Linked DNA regions of Mus musculus: all the other regions are linked to region 2. The links are chromatin contacts, called in public HiChIP or PLAC-seq maps. All regions are on one chromosome and are shown on one strand. The core of a region is the stretch at or near the end of the contact, and the rest is flanking DNA. Distances in the headings are between cores, read along the strand shown.

Region 1 (4,269 bases), core at 348-2,847, 670 kb after region 2:
GGGAAGGAATTTGTATGGGTGCAGAACCCAGGAGAAGCTCACACACAAGTTGCTGGTACAAACTAATTAGCAAGTCAACAAAACACAGGACCCCACTCTTGCCTCAGAATATTCTGAACCACTTCCAGGGCATGGGACAACAGTTCCTAACCCCCTGCTTAACATGGCGAGTACAAACTCACAGAAGGTCTCCAAGCAGAGTAATTCTTTGAACTTAAAAACACTTTTTTCAAGGCCAAAAATATATCAATTCCCATAGCACAGCCCAATGTGTAAATAAAAATCTCCGATTAGTCATTAGTAGGACATACATACATACATACATTCATACAAGAGACAGCAGCATTGGCCTTGAAATGACATTTCTTCATGAGGAAAAGAAATAGATTTATCCCAACATCATAACCAAATCAACCTTCATAGGTGTTCTACACCAAAAGGTTTCATAGGAGCTAGGAAATGGCTTAGGGGGTAAAGCCCTTGCCACAGAAGTATAAGGACCAGAGTTCAAATCCCCAGTGCCCATGTAAAGGCTCAGTGGATGTAACAGCCCACTTGTAGTCCCAGCACTCTGTGGAGGCAGGTGATTCCTGGAGCAGGCTGATTGGCTAGACAGTGGTAGCGACGTTCCTGCCTCAAGATGGAAGAAGAAAGCAATGGAGGGTGATACCGAACACCCACCTCTGGCCTCCACATGCACACACACAGACAAGCACAGATACATACATACATATGAGAGAAGGACGAAGACTTCCTAGAGACCAAGAACATGGAGCTTTTTGGTGTTCCTCAATCAAAGTGTGAGTGGTATCCATTTCCTCCATGCATGCAGTTCCTGGAATAAAAATATTCTCCCTCACGGGCACAATAGCCCAGGCTACAGCCTCCCCTCCTGGAGTGTGAGCCTCGCTGGGTCTCGCCTTCTGCTGTGTTTGAAAGAACCTTTCCCAGGGCCATGTGTTCTTTTGGGGATCATTTCCATATTTGGGGGAGCAAAGAAAAGGAGCCAGGGTGGGTGGCCCTAACCAACAGTGATCAGAGACATCCAGGACTCAGGGAGACGGAGAAACCCTGGTCTTGGGAAGAGTCAGCACAGTGGCAGAGGAGAGGCTTCAGAGGAAAGTGGAGTTAATCAGCCTTTTTATGCACACACACATGCTGGCTTCACACATTCAAAAAATAGACCCAGGCTAAGCATAGGGCCTGTTTTAGCCCTATGTAAAAACTGGATAGATGGCGACTCTCTCTTTTTTTGTAGCAGGAGCCCTGCCTCTAGCATCCGAGCCAGTCTTAGCTAGCTGAGCCTTAGGAGTAGGGAAGCAACTTGAAAAGGGCTCTGAAAAAATACAAACGACTCTCACTTTCACCAGGAATACTGAGTATCCAGGATTCTATACATTTATCAATTAATTAGGTTGTACGTAAAAAAAAAAAATGCTCTCTTTGTAATAGTTGCCACGGAGATATCGTGTAAAAAAAGGTCCTAGTGTGTATTTGTGGGACAAACGGTTTGCTGAGTGACCAAAGTCAGGAGCAATGACTGCTTACCAAATGCAAGCTGCTGGGCTTGGCCTGAGACTGCAATAGTACAGCAAGCCTGGCCCGGGGCCAAGAGCATGCCTGCCAGGGAGACAGGAAGTCACTGAGAGCTCCCACAGACCCATGGCTGAGAGAGTTCCCCAAACAAAAGGCAGCCACTGACTTCCACAACCGGCCTGCCATGAGACCATATGGTCAGCAGTATTGTCTCGCCACAACACAGAGGCCTGTCTTCAGGGGCCTGTGCCTGTAGCTGTCGACCCCGTATCTGTCTTAGGATTACTTCACTATTTTACGACTTTTCTGGGAATTCACTTCCGTGTAACCTAGCTTGGTACACGGCGAGAAAAATGGTATCCTCCCCACCCCCCCACCCCCCCATCTCCGATTTAGCCTGATGAGTCACCTTTGTCTTCACGGCAAAAGAGTAATGAACACCAAACCTACTTGCTATTTATTCACAGGGCACGGAGGAAGGGAGTGGAAGGGACCGTGTGGACAGAAGGGAAAACTGGACACTTAAAGTTTCTTGCTCTGATCCCTGTTGACGCTGGGTTTAATTTATAGGGAGACCCAAACCTTTTGGCTCATCCCTTTCTTCTCTGGGAGTACCCACTTCAAAGAATTCTCTAGTCACTGTGTGGAGACCCTGCTGCTGAGAGCCGCCAAAGGCGAAGACAGATTGGTTCGCCTATAAACACCTGACAGTCATTTTCTTCCTCAGCAGAACTCGTCAAAAAGCCCCTCCCAATAAGGCATGCTCTCCCAGAATATTCCAGCTAGATCCTCTCTGTCTCTTCCCCCAAGATCATGACGATCCCCACTGTGGATAAGGGCTTGATTTGGTTCACCAAGGAAAAAACCATAGAAAAACTAAAGACAGTGGAATGCCCAACCATCTAGTCTTTGCCTTTAGGAGTCTCGTGCTCTCTCCCTTCTCCCCTCCCTCCCTCTTTCTCTTCCTCCCTCTCTTATTTCTCACTCTGTCTGTCTCTGTCTCTTAGATTTTATTTTATGTGTGAGTGCCTTGCCTGAATGTATGTATATGCACTAAGTATATGCAGTGCCCGAGGCCGGAAGACAGCATCAGACTCCCTAAAACTGGAGTTACATACAGATTGTGAGCCATCATGTCAGTCCTGGGATTTAAACCAGGGTCCTCTGAAGAAACAGCTCTTAAGTTCTCAGCCTTCTCATGTGTTGTTTTGTCATATTTTCTTTTAGAAACAGGGTCTCATATATCCCAGGAGGGACAGGAACTCAACAGATAGCCAGTGATAATCCTGGTCTTCCGCCTGTACCTCCTAAGCGCCAACCAGAGATGTATGTCAATATGGCGGGTTTCATACAGTGCTCAGAACCGGACCAGCGCTTCCTGCATGCTAAGCAGGCGCTCTGCCACCTGAGCTATATTCCCAGCCCAATCTCTTACTTATTCCACACTTTCTTATTAGTCCAGAAAGTAGAAAATTAAATACAACAGTGGGGTAACCCACACCACTGAGGCTCTTTCTTTATAGAGATTAAGACCATTTGCCCCACACTGAGAGGGACAGGAAAGTCAAGTGAACATTGACCCATTCATACCCCTGAGGTTCACCACCCCAACTATAGGAGCTGCCACTGGGAAAGGGAAACTAATTTTTAAGGTCAGGTTAAATAGTTTCCTCAAAAATAATTCAGAATTATGAGAAGTTAAAGGACGCAGTGCACAGCCATAAGGGTTTGCCAGTTCTCCTCCTGCACCAAGCACCTTGAGTTCCTCCACTGGAAAGTCCCATTTTAAAAATTAAAAAGGCCATTTTGTTAAACTATGGAAAATGTCTGTTTGGAAGAAGAAAATCACAGAAGTCATTGCTTCATTTTGTCACCTGTGTGACCCACCGGGCTGTGACTCTTGACATGGGAGAGTCTCTTGTGGGGACCATTTTCCCCATGTGGAGTAACTGCAGCCTTGTCTTAGGCAATCCTCTAGCTGCTTCCTCTTGCGGCCTCATTTCTGTAAGTCTGTCAGAGGTAATTATCTCTCTTCCCAAATTTATTGCCCTTCAGTGTATCATAAACTCATAGATTACACAAAGTTGATGAAAACAGGGGAAGTACGAGCCGCGTTTTGGATGGAAAGACGGTCATAAATAATTATCCTGAGCATCCACTATCTCTGCTGATAGACTGAGTGAATGACAGAAGTACTAGGGAGAACCACAGACAGCCAGTCTCCTTTCCTCACCCTTATATAGCAGTCCCCACCCCAGGAGCCAATCCCAGAAACTCCTACAGGAAGAGAGAGGCAAGAAACGTCTCAGGTTTGCAATCCCTTGACCCTCCAGAGGACAGATAACTGTGTAGCACTTCATACAGACAACCGAGCCCCAGGGGAGGGGCAAAGCAGGATTCTGACAAATACAAGCTATCACTATGCTACTGTTACCTATTCTAGAATGTTCCAATTCCCATTTTAGCCAGGAATTTAAAAGTTACTAAAAGCCCCTGAACGATCCTCATCAGGGGATCCCTCAAATCTAAGAAGGGGATCAAACTCGGGAAAAGCAACACACATCTTGGATTTCAACAGTCTGGGTGCCAACAGACCTGCAACCTAAAAGACCTGTTTTTGTCACCATCAAAAACCACCTTCCCAGCAGCGCCACCGTGGACTACAGAGAGATTCCATTCTGATAAATAAAATCGGCCAAAAATAGATTTCTGCGTGAGAAATCCTTCCTGCTT
Region 2 (4,176 bases), core at 837-3,336:
GCTCTACAACACAACAGGTCCACCCAAACCTCTGCTGCTTAGACTTGGAAAAGTAACTATATTCTCGGCATTTGGAAAGCAAAGGAGGGTATGGGTTCAAGGTAAGCCTGGGCTACTTAGGGACACCAACCAACAAACCAATCAAATTACTAGTTGGTGGGAAGGGGATTAAAAGTAGTCAAGGGAGACAAGATGGTAAGGGTATGTATGTGTGTGACTATGATTGAAATATATCATGTACATGTATAAAAATAATGAATACCATTATTATGTATAATTAACATGCCAATAAAACCTTACAATTTAAAAAATTATTTGTACAATTTGAAAAAACAAAATTTGCATTTAGTGCTGTGGGTATAGCTAGCTTAATGGTAGAAGTGCTTATCTGGCCAGGCAGTGGCGGCGCATGCCTTTAATCCCAGCACTTGGGAGGCAGAGGCAGGTGGATTTCTGAGTTCGAGGCCAGCCTTGTCTATAGAGTGAGTTCCAGGACAGCCAGGGCTACACAGAGAAACCCTGTCTCAAAAAAACAACAACAAAAAAGTGCTTATCTGGCATGCATAAAGCACCAGGTTAGCTCTTCAACAGCACACACTTGTAGAAAAGCTATTTATTTACTTACATCTTTGTATGTGAAGGATTTTCTTCTAGGCTTATCTATTTTATATGCATGAGCCTTTTGTCTGTGCGAGCACCCTGTGTATACCTGGCCTCTTCAGAGGTGCTGGGACCCAGCCTAGGTTCTCTGCAAGAGTAACAGGTCATTTCCCCTATGAACTCCCTCTCCAGCCCAGAATTCACTTGTTATTTATGTGTGCCAACATGGAGGTTAGAGAACAACTCTTTGGAGCCTTTTCTCTTTTTCCATCTTCATGTGAGTTCAGGGGTCAAATTCAGGCTGTCAGGCTTGCAAAGTAAGTGCCTTAATCCACTGAACCATCTCACCAACTTAATTTTCCTAAATCTTTAGAGAGATTAGTGTTCAAGGATACCCCAGGATTTGCCTGCTCTAAGCTTGCTCCCTTTTTGGTTTTTAAGAGATCGAATTCCAGGATAGCCAGGGAAACACTGGGAAATCCTGTCTCAAAACAAAACAAACAAAAACAGACCTAAAGGAGCTAAACTGCTGCACATCTTTATGACTCAGGATGCACAGATTACTAGAAGGTCCACATGAGATAATCAAGGGTAAAATGGCTCTTGTGACTCAATGGCTTGCCATTTTGTAAAGTTTTATTGTTAACTGTAATGAAACGTCTGGATCCTCTTCTCTCTCAGGCCTGACCTTGCTCAGTGGAGTCTGGCCTCTAAGGATTGAGGATTTCTGTTAACAGGCAGTTCAACAGATACAACCCTAAGCATGAATTAGAAGCCAACTCCAGGAGTCTCGGCCCTCAACTCCACCACATTAAGGTGACTCACACAGCCAGTTCCTCAACCTCGCATTATATGACTTCAGCAATGAAATAAATATACCTCAACCTTCAGAGGCTCCTTTGGCAGTATAAGTATGTCACTTCGGATCTGGCCAACACCTTTCCTGGCTATCTCTAGCAATAGTCAACAAAAATCACTGATACCCTAGCCAGCCGGGGCCCATTTCATAGGTCAAGCTCTTAGAGGCTTTTCAAGATGATTAAGCCCTCTTTTTCGGATCGGTTCACAAATTACCCTTCGCTCCCTTCTGTACACAATACAGGCACTTGGGCCTAGAACCATTATACCTCTTCTTAAAACATCTCCATTTTGGCACTTGATACTCAAGCTATGATGACACCATCTGGGTGAGTCTACCCCACCGAGAGAAAGGCAGGCCGGTCTAGCGAGAAGGGGCAGAAAGTCTGTTTCCAGAGAGGAGGCGGCGGCGGCGGAAGCGTCATTGGCGGCCCTCCCAGGCACACGGCACTGGCAGGACCGGCAGAGCCAACTCTGAAATCCGCGGCTCCGCAGGCCGGCCCGGCCTCCGCGTTCCCGGCAGGCTCCGGTGCATCGAGGGTGGGGAAGAGCGGGTCACCGCGCCTGCGCGTTGGGAGGTGTGACCCGGGTGGGAAAGCCCTCCGAGTCCGCCATTTTGGCTGCCTCTGTCGGTCTTTTCAGTTACCACGTGAACCGCCGACGGAGACCCGGGAGGGGGGAGGTGGCGGCGGCGTTAAGTGAGAAAGGGGGAAAAGGAGGAGAGAGAGAGAGAGAGAGAAAAAAAAGAAAAGAAAAAAAAAAAGAGGCGAAGGGAGTGTCAGGACAGGGCGGGCGCGGCGACCCCGGAGGCCTAGTGGCGGCGGAGTGAAGGCTTCAAGGCTGAAGTGAGCTCGGGAACGGCAGTGGCGGCGGCGGGCGGACAAACGGACTGAGCGAGCCGGGCGGTGGCGGGAGCCGCGGGAGGAGCCGGAACCATGCCGGCCGTGAGCCTCCCGCCCAAGGAGAACGCGCTCTTCAAGCGGATCTTGGTGAGTGTGAGGCGGCGAGCGGGCACCGGGGATGGTTTCGCTGGGAGCCGGGCCTGTCAGCCCCGAGCCCGGGCGGGCGAGCGGGCACCCGGCCACCCCGCGGGGACCCCACCTCGGCTGTGCTGGCTGGCGGGGCGCACTCTCAGCTCTCGTCTCGCCCCGGGAGCGCCCCCACCTCCGTCCGCGCGCCGCGGCCCGCGGGCTTCGAGGCCTCGGTTCCGGACTAGGCCCCGACTCCCCGGCATCCGCACGGCTCGGCTGCCGTTTACCCTCCTAGAGCGAAGGGAGGAGCAGCCTGGCCTTGAGCGGGGCAGCGGGCCGCACGGGCCGGGAGTCGCGGCCCCGCTCCGGACAGGGATTCTGCCGGCTGGTCGGGGTGGCACCCTCGGAAGGAACAGGTGGTGTGGCCGAGGCAGGGACTCATTCATTGCTTGAAAGCACTTCTCCCTCTCCGGCCCCGTCCCTCCCTCTTCCTCCCCATCTGGGATTCACCGGTCCCCGCCCGGCCGGGGGTCACTGTTGGACTCGAAAGAATGGACTCTTGTAGAAGCGGAGGCTACTCTGTCACCTCCATCCAGGCACTTGCATACTTGATCCTGCAGCCCCTCGGCCTCTTTTTTTGGGAGTGGGAAACGCAGCATTTGTTTGTTAGTTGGAGAGCAAAACGGCCCCACCCCGACACCCTTCTCCGGGAGGTGGGACTCATTTCTAGGGGCGGTCCGGTAGGAAGTTTCAGTACAGACTCCCCCTCCACCCCTTACTCTGAAGTTTTAAAAATAGCGGTGCAAAAACTTAGCAGGAGATAATAGAAGTGTCTTCTAAGATGGATCTTGTTGACGCTATCTCAAACTCATCCCCTGTGCTTCAGATGTTTGCGGTTTGCATAAAAATACACGCAGTGATAACTTGCGGGGGTATGGGCTTGAATCTGTTTACATTGTAAACTATGCCCTGCTTTATCGGCTCTGTCATTAATACATTGTAGCAGTTTTTGTTGTTAGTGTGAGGGTAGCTTCTTTTATACAAACTTTTTTGTGCGTGAAAGAATTAAGTGTATTCGCCAAACTTGACTTGAATTTTGGAGTGTGTGTGTGTGTTAGCCTTTTAGATTGCAGTTATAATTCGTTTGACAACAAAATAAGGAGATTAGATATTTGGCTTTTTCTTTTCTTTTTTTTTTTTTCTTTTTTCTTTTTCTTTTTTCTTTTTGGCTATTTATGGGCCAGAGAGATGGCTCAGTGGATAAAAGCAGTCATTGACTGTTCTTCCACAGGTCCTGAGCTGAGTTCCCAGCAACCACATGGTGGTTCTCAACCATCTATAGTGGACTCTGATGCCCTCTTCTGGGGTGCAAGACATTCAGGAAATAGAGCACTTATATACATAAAATACATAAATAAATCCTAAATAACCATTTATATTGAGGTGATTGATTTTACAGAACTATCCATGTAATCAATTTGTGTAGAAAAACATATTAGACAGTCACTTCCCGTACTACTTAATGGCGTTTTGTTTTCAGACCTTTAGAAGTCTTAAGTGGATTTGTAGCATAGTTTTTTGTTTTTAGTGTTCTGAGACAGATCTCACTTTCTGTAGCCAGGCTGGACTGGAACTCTTGGCAGTTTTTCTGCCTCAGCATCCCAAGAGGTGGGATTACAGATGAGAACTACTATGCACTTCTTGTGACAGTTCTAGAATGATTTTATTTTTTTATGTGTGGAGAGGT
Region 3 (4,125 bases), core at 1,105-3,604, 780 kb after region 2:
GTACGATTTGGGTTTTCTTTCTAGACTGCCACATTCCCTATCCTCTGACATGACTAAGGACCACAATAGGCCTTTCTTTTGAGTGACTCAGTTGCTGATTTAAACATTTTCTTCTTAAAGAGGCTATTTCTAGAGAGATGGCTTAGGTGGGAAATGAATTGCCACACAAGTGTGGAGACTGGAGTTTGGTCCCTGGACCCTATGTAACAGAGGTGTGTGTGTGTGTGTGTGTGTGTGTGTGTGTGTGTGTGTGTGTATGTGTGTAAAATCCTAATCCTGGAGAGGCAGAGACAGGATGCCTGAGTCTAGCCCAGTTGTTTTCAGGCCAAGTGAGAAACCTTGTCTAGAAACACGGGTGGAACATAACTGAGGAATGACATCTGAGGTTGTCCTCTTGCCATATGCATTTATGTATATGTATATTTATATGCACATGTGGGCAAATATACATATAATACATGCACATGTGCACATGAACACACATACACACAGGGAGCTAATTATAAACCTTGTAAGAGTTATGTATATAAGTACTCTATCTGCATATATATCTGCACGCCAAAAGAGGGCATCAGATCCCAGTATAAATGGTTGTGAGCCACCATATGATTGCTGGGATTTGAACTCAGGACCTCTCAAACGGCAGACAGTGCTCTTAACCGCTGAGCCTTCTCTCCAGCCCCACTCTGCTAGTCTTTACTTTTGAATCTATTTAGTTTTTCCTCCGAACTTTATGCTTTTTACAAGTACATCTATACTTGGAATGGGTTATCTGTGGTCTGTTTTATTAATTAATTAATGTATATTTGTAATTAGAACATGTTTTTGAACATAATTTTATGTTTGAATGAGTGAATGAATTGAAGTCATATATATATATATATATATATATCAATACTATATATCAATACTACATATGTTAATAGCAATACATATTAATACATTGAAGTCAGAATCTAAATTGCAGGGCCAGGTGTGAAGCCACACATCTGTAAGTAATTGCAGCATCCGGGAAGCAGAGGCAGGAAGATCAGGAGTTTAAAACCATTCTCAGTGGCATAGTCCATTTGGAGCCAGCCTGGGGTATATGAGAAATGCAGCAGCAGCTTGCCTGGGATACAGGAAACTCTGGGGGTGATCCCCAGTACTGCATAAACTGGTGTGTGGCTCACTATAATCCCACCACTATGGGGTTAAAGGCAGGAGGATCAGAAGTTTAAGGCTATCCTCTGCTATGTAGAGAGTTCAAGGCCAGCCTAGGTTTACAGACAGGATCTCAAAGCGGGAAGTAGGGATACAACCAACAACTATATTTCGGAAAACACAATCCACTGTGAAGTAGTAAAAGTACAGTTGCCTCTTTATCACGCAATGTTGGCAAGTGAGCTATGTAAATTTCTTAGCTCTGTATATACTGTTGTTTGTTTGTTTGGGTTTTGTTGTTTTGGTTTTGTTTTGTTTTGTTTTTCAGGTTTTTTTGTTTGTTTGTTTTTTGTTTTGTTTTTTGAGGTAGTGTTTCTCTGTGTAGCCCTGCCTATCCTGGAACTTACTCTGTAGACCAGGCTGGCATCAAACTCATAGAGACCCACCTGCCTCTGCCTCCAGAGTGCTGGGATTAAAGGCAAGCATCATCACTGCTTGGTCTATGTGGCTATTCTGATTAGGTCACATGCTGGGAATTGTGTCCTGTGCTATCAGGTCCTGGGCTAGGGGTGTGGGTTTTGGTTTTCTGTTTACTTGCTCTTTAATCAACATCCAGGGTCTGGATAGAAGCTCAGAATTGCTGATCCTCATCCTTGTGGCTTCCGGTACCCTCAGCTTGTCTGTCTGCAGTGGGCAGGCAGGCCCTTGAAGGCTTCCTCTAGCTGTGTGTGGAAAAATGATCCTGCCTATCTGACCATGGTGATCTCCCCAGGTTGGGGCTGGTCACATCCACTAAAATGGGACTAAAGGAGAAGACACCAATGACCAGATGCAGGAAGAACAAAGAGGGAGGGAGCAGGGTCCTGAAAATAGAAATCACACTAAAAAATAGCTGAGGAGTTGATAATGCCCCGAGGCCTTTGTTCAGGAACATGCTGGCACTATAAAGAGGAAAAAAATGACAGTACCATATTCTCCTGTGAAGTGTGAGTTGCTTTTTCCTCAAGAATTCTCCCCAGAGAAGGCCTTGTGGGTTGTGGCTAGCTTTACTTTCCATTTTCATCTAGATGCTTTCTTTAAGGGAAGGGTTGGTTGCTCTCTTTCGGAGAGTGTTCTATCATCACATTAACAAGAAGATAAACAGACTTGACAAAAATCCATGGAAAACAGAAGCCCCGGCCACTGTACATTCTAGACTGAGGTATTGCGTTTGAGCTTGTGGTTAGAGAGTAGTTGCTGCAGCTGGGTGTTCTGTGTCACTTGTACACCGTAAATAAAATACTCTGGGGGCCTAAAAATACAACAGAAATAAAACTTTCTGAAAAAAAAATTAAAAAGCTGCAACTTTGTGTCATATCAAAAATAAGACATGGATTTAAGGGGATCGGCGTGGTTTTTCAGAGGCAGAGTTTCCAGGCGAGCCAATCCTAGTCCAGCCCTGAATCTGGGGGGCATCAGGGTCTGTACCAGCCCCAGCTTCTAGTTAAGGTACCATCTGTGTGATTAGTGACAAAATATGAGTTAACTGTACTATTTGGTTGGCATTTTATGAAAGTGTAGAAATTCAAGTAGGGTTTGTTAGCCCCAAACCATCCATCGCCTGGTAATTTTCCTTCTCTGCGTGAACAAAACATGATTCCTCGGTGGGAACTGCAGTGAGAAACACTATCCGTGTACAGGAGGGGCTGTGACTCTTCTGTGGACAAGGACTCAGCGATATGCTTCCGTGTATGGGTGCATGTCCCAGAAAAGACCAGGACAAAGCAAAGTTAGCTATTCAGTATAAGCATCCATGCCTGAGCTACACACAGGTTGATTCTGTCGGCCACACTGAAGGGACTCATCTCAGACTGCTTATCACCGGCTTTTCAGGAGTAGATGGAAGATCAAAGATCAGATCCAGGCCCCACTTCTGTCCTGGGCTGGACCCAGCACATCACCATAAGACCAAAGACAGAGACATTGCTGACAATTTACACCTGGGCCAAGTGCCAGGGCAGACTGTCAGGTAGGGGAGGTGGTGCAGAGGCAGAGAGGGAAGGCCCTGCCTCCAGCATCTTCGAAAACCAATGTTTAGACTATGGTTAGTTAATTCAGCAAGGTGAGACTACCTCCTAATCCCCTCTGAGTTATGATGTTCAGGATGGATCAGAATGGGAGTTTTAGGTCTCAGATGTATGTGGCATCGACAGGACTTTAGCCATCAGTGTGGCAGTACAGACACCATGGCTCTTTTTAAAATGTTGTTATACTAATTGTCTAGGCTGCATCAAGAACACTTAAGCGTATTTGTATATGTATATTTACTTAATTATTTTCAAATTTTCAATCATCAGGAATTCAGGGATGGCCTAACTGCATGTATTTGGGTCCAAGTTCTCTCGCCCTGGGTAAGAGCCTGGCTGGGACTACAGATAGGATGATTTACCTAAAGTTCGAGGATCTGCTTCCAAAGGGCTCACACGTAGCTGGCAAGTTGCTGTTGGCTGGCGGCAGGAGGCCTTAGGTTCTCGGCTCCATAGCACTGCTTGGGCATTCTCACGACACGGTACCTAGTTTTCTCCAGAGTTGAGTGACTCTTGAAAGCGAGATAGCAGATACACTGTCTCCTATGTGCTGGCCTTAGGGATCATACTGTCATTGTGCAATGTCCACTTCTTTGCACCGGTCACTCTTCCTTAACGTGGGAAGGAAATACACAAGGGTGTGTGTACTGAGAGGCAAGTTTTAGCTCATCTCAAAGACAAGCTACTATATCTACCTCTTGGCTCTGCCACCAACTGTGGCAACTGACTGCAGGAATGGTCTGCCTAATGCCTGAACCTCCCGCAAGAGTTCTACAAACCAGATGCAGGTGGAAACACTTGAGTAGCCTTTTAGAGAAAGGTCAAGGGCTTCTGGGTCCTTAAACCGACTTGGGCAGGTCGGAGCATGACAGATGTATTTCTCTCTCAGTATACCCTAACAAGGACAAGGCATGGT

The links. HiChIP or PLAC-seq counts read pairs in DNA pulled down with a chosen protein or histone mark.
Region 1: an H3K4me3 HiChIP or PLAC-seq map of bone marrow-derived macrophages shows a contact between it and region 2, with 4 times the contacts expected there. The contact joins the enhancer-like site here to the promoter of Naa15 in region 2. A contact is called at or near these places in 1 of 39 promoter capture datasets (the C10 cell line), 1 of 484 Hi-C or Micro-C datasets (hematopoietic stem and progenitor cells), 4 of 115 datasets of contacts at active chromatin or transcription factors (bone marrow-derived macrophages, memory CD8 T cells, pancreatic cancer cells and 1 more) and 2 of 9 other capture datasets (adipose tissue and liver).
Region 3: an H3K4me3 HiChIP or PLAC-seq map of pro-B cells shows a contact between it and region 2, with 5 times the contacts expected there. The contact joins the enhancer-like site here to the promoter of Naa15 in region 2. A contact is called at or near these places in 4 of 39 promoter capture datasets (the C10 cell line, hippocampal neurons, liver and 1 more), 12 of 115 datasets of contacts at active chromatin or transcription factors (the SCID.adh cell line, acute myeloid leukemia, bone marrow-derived macrophages and 9 more) and 2 of 9 other capture datasets (adipose tissue and liver).

What each region holds. Positions count from the first base shown.
Region 1 is chr3:52,086,929-52,091,197 of GRCm38.p6, forward strand. All of the region lies in intron 1 of Maml3 (mastermind like transcriptional coactivator 3), which reads right to left. Among named protein-coding and RNA genes, the nearest start is that of Maml3, 16 kb to the right of the region's middle. Within about 2 kb of position 1,598, at least 349 of the 459 cell types and tissues checked have an H3K27ac peak or open chromatin away from gene starts, as enhancers often do. A contact at or near this core is called in adipose tissue, bone marrow-derived macrophages, hematopoietic stem and progenitor cells and 4 more, where this site is marked.
Region 2 is chr3:51,413,930-51,418,105 of GRCm38.p6, forward strand. Naa15 (N(alpha)-acetyltransferase 15, NatA auxiliary subunit) reads left to right here and starts at 2,087. Exons shown (of 20, transcript NM_053089.3): 1 at 2,087-2,447. The coding sequence starts at 2,394. It overlaps LOC108168868 (a long non-coding RNA gene), which reads left to right and starts at 2,454. Exons shown (of 2, transcript XR_001783830.2): 1 at 2,454-2,845.
Region 3 is chr3:52,190,792-52,194,916 of GRCm38.p6, forward strand. No RefSeq gene overlaps it. Among named protein-coding and RNA genes, the nearest start is that of Gm30074, 13 kb to the left of the region's middle. Within about 2 kb of position 2,355, at least 10 of the 459 cell types and tissues checked have an H3K27ac peak or open chromatin away from gene starts, as enhancers often do. A contact at or near this core is called in pre-B cells and pro-B cells, where this site is marked.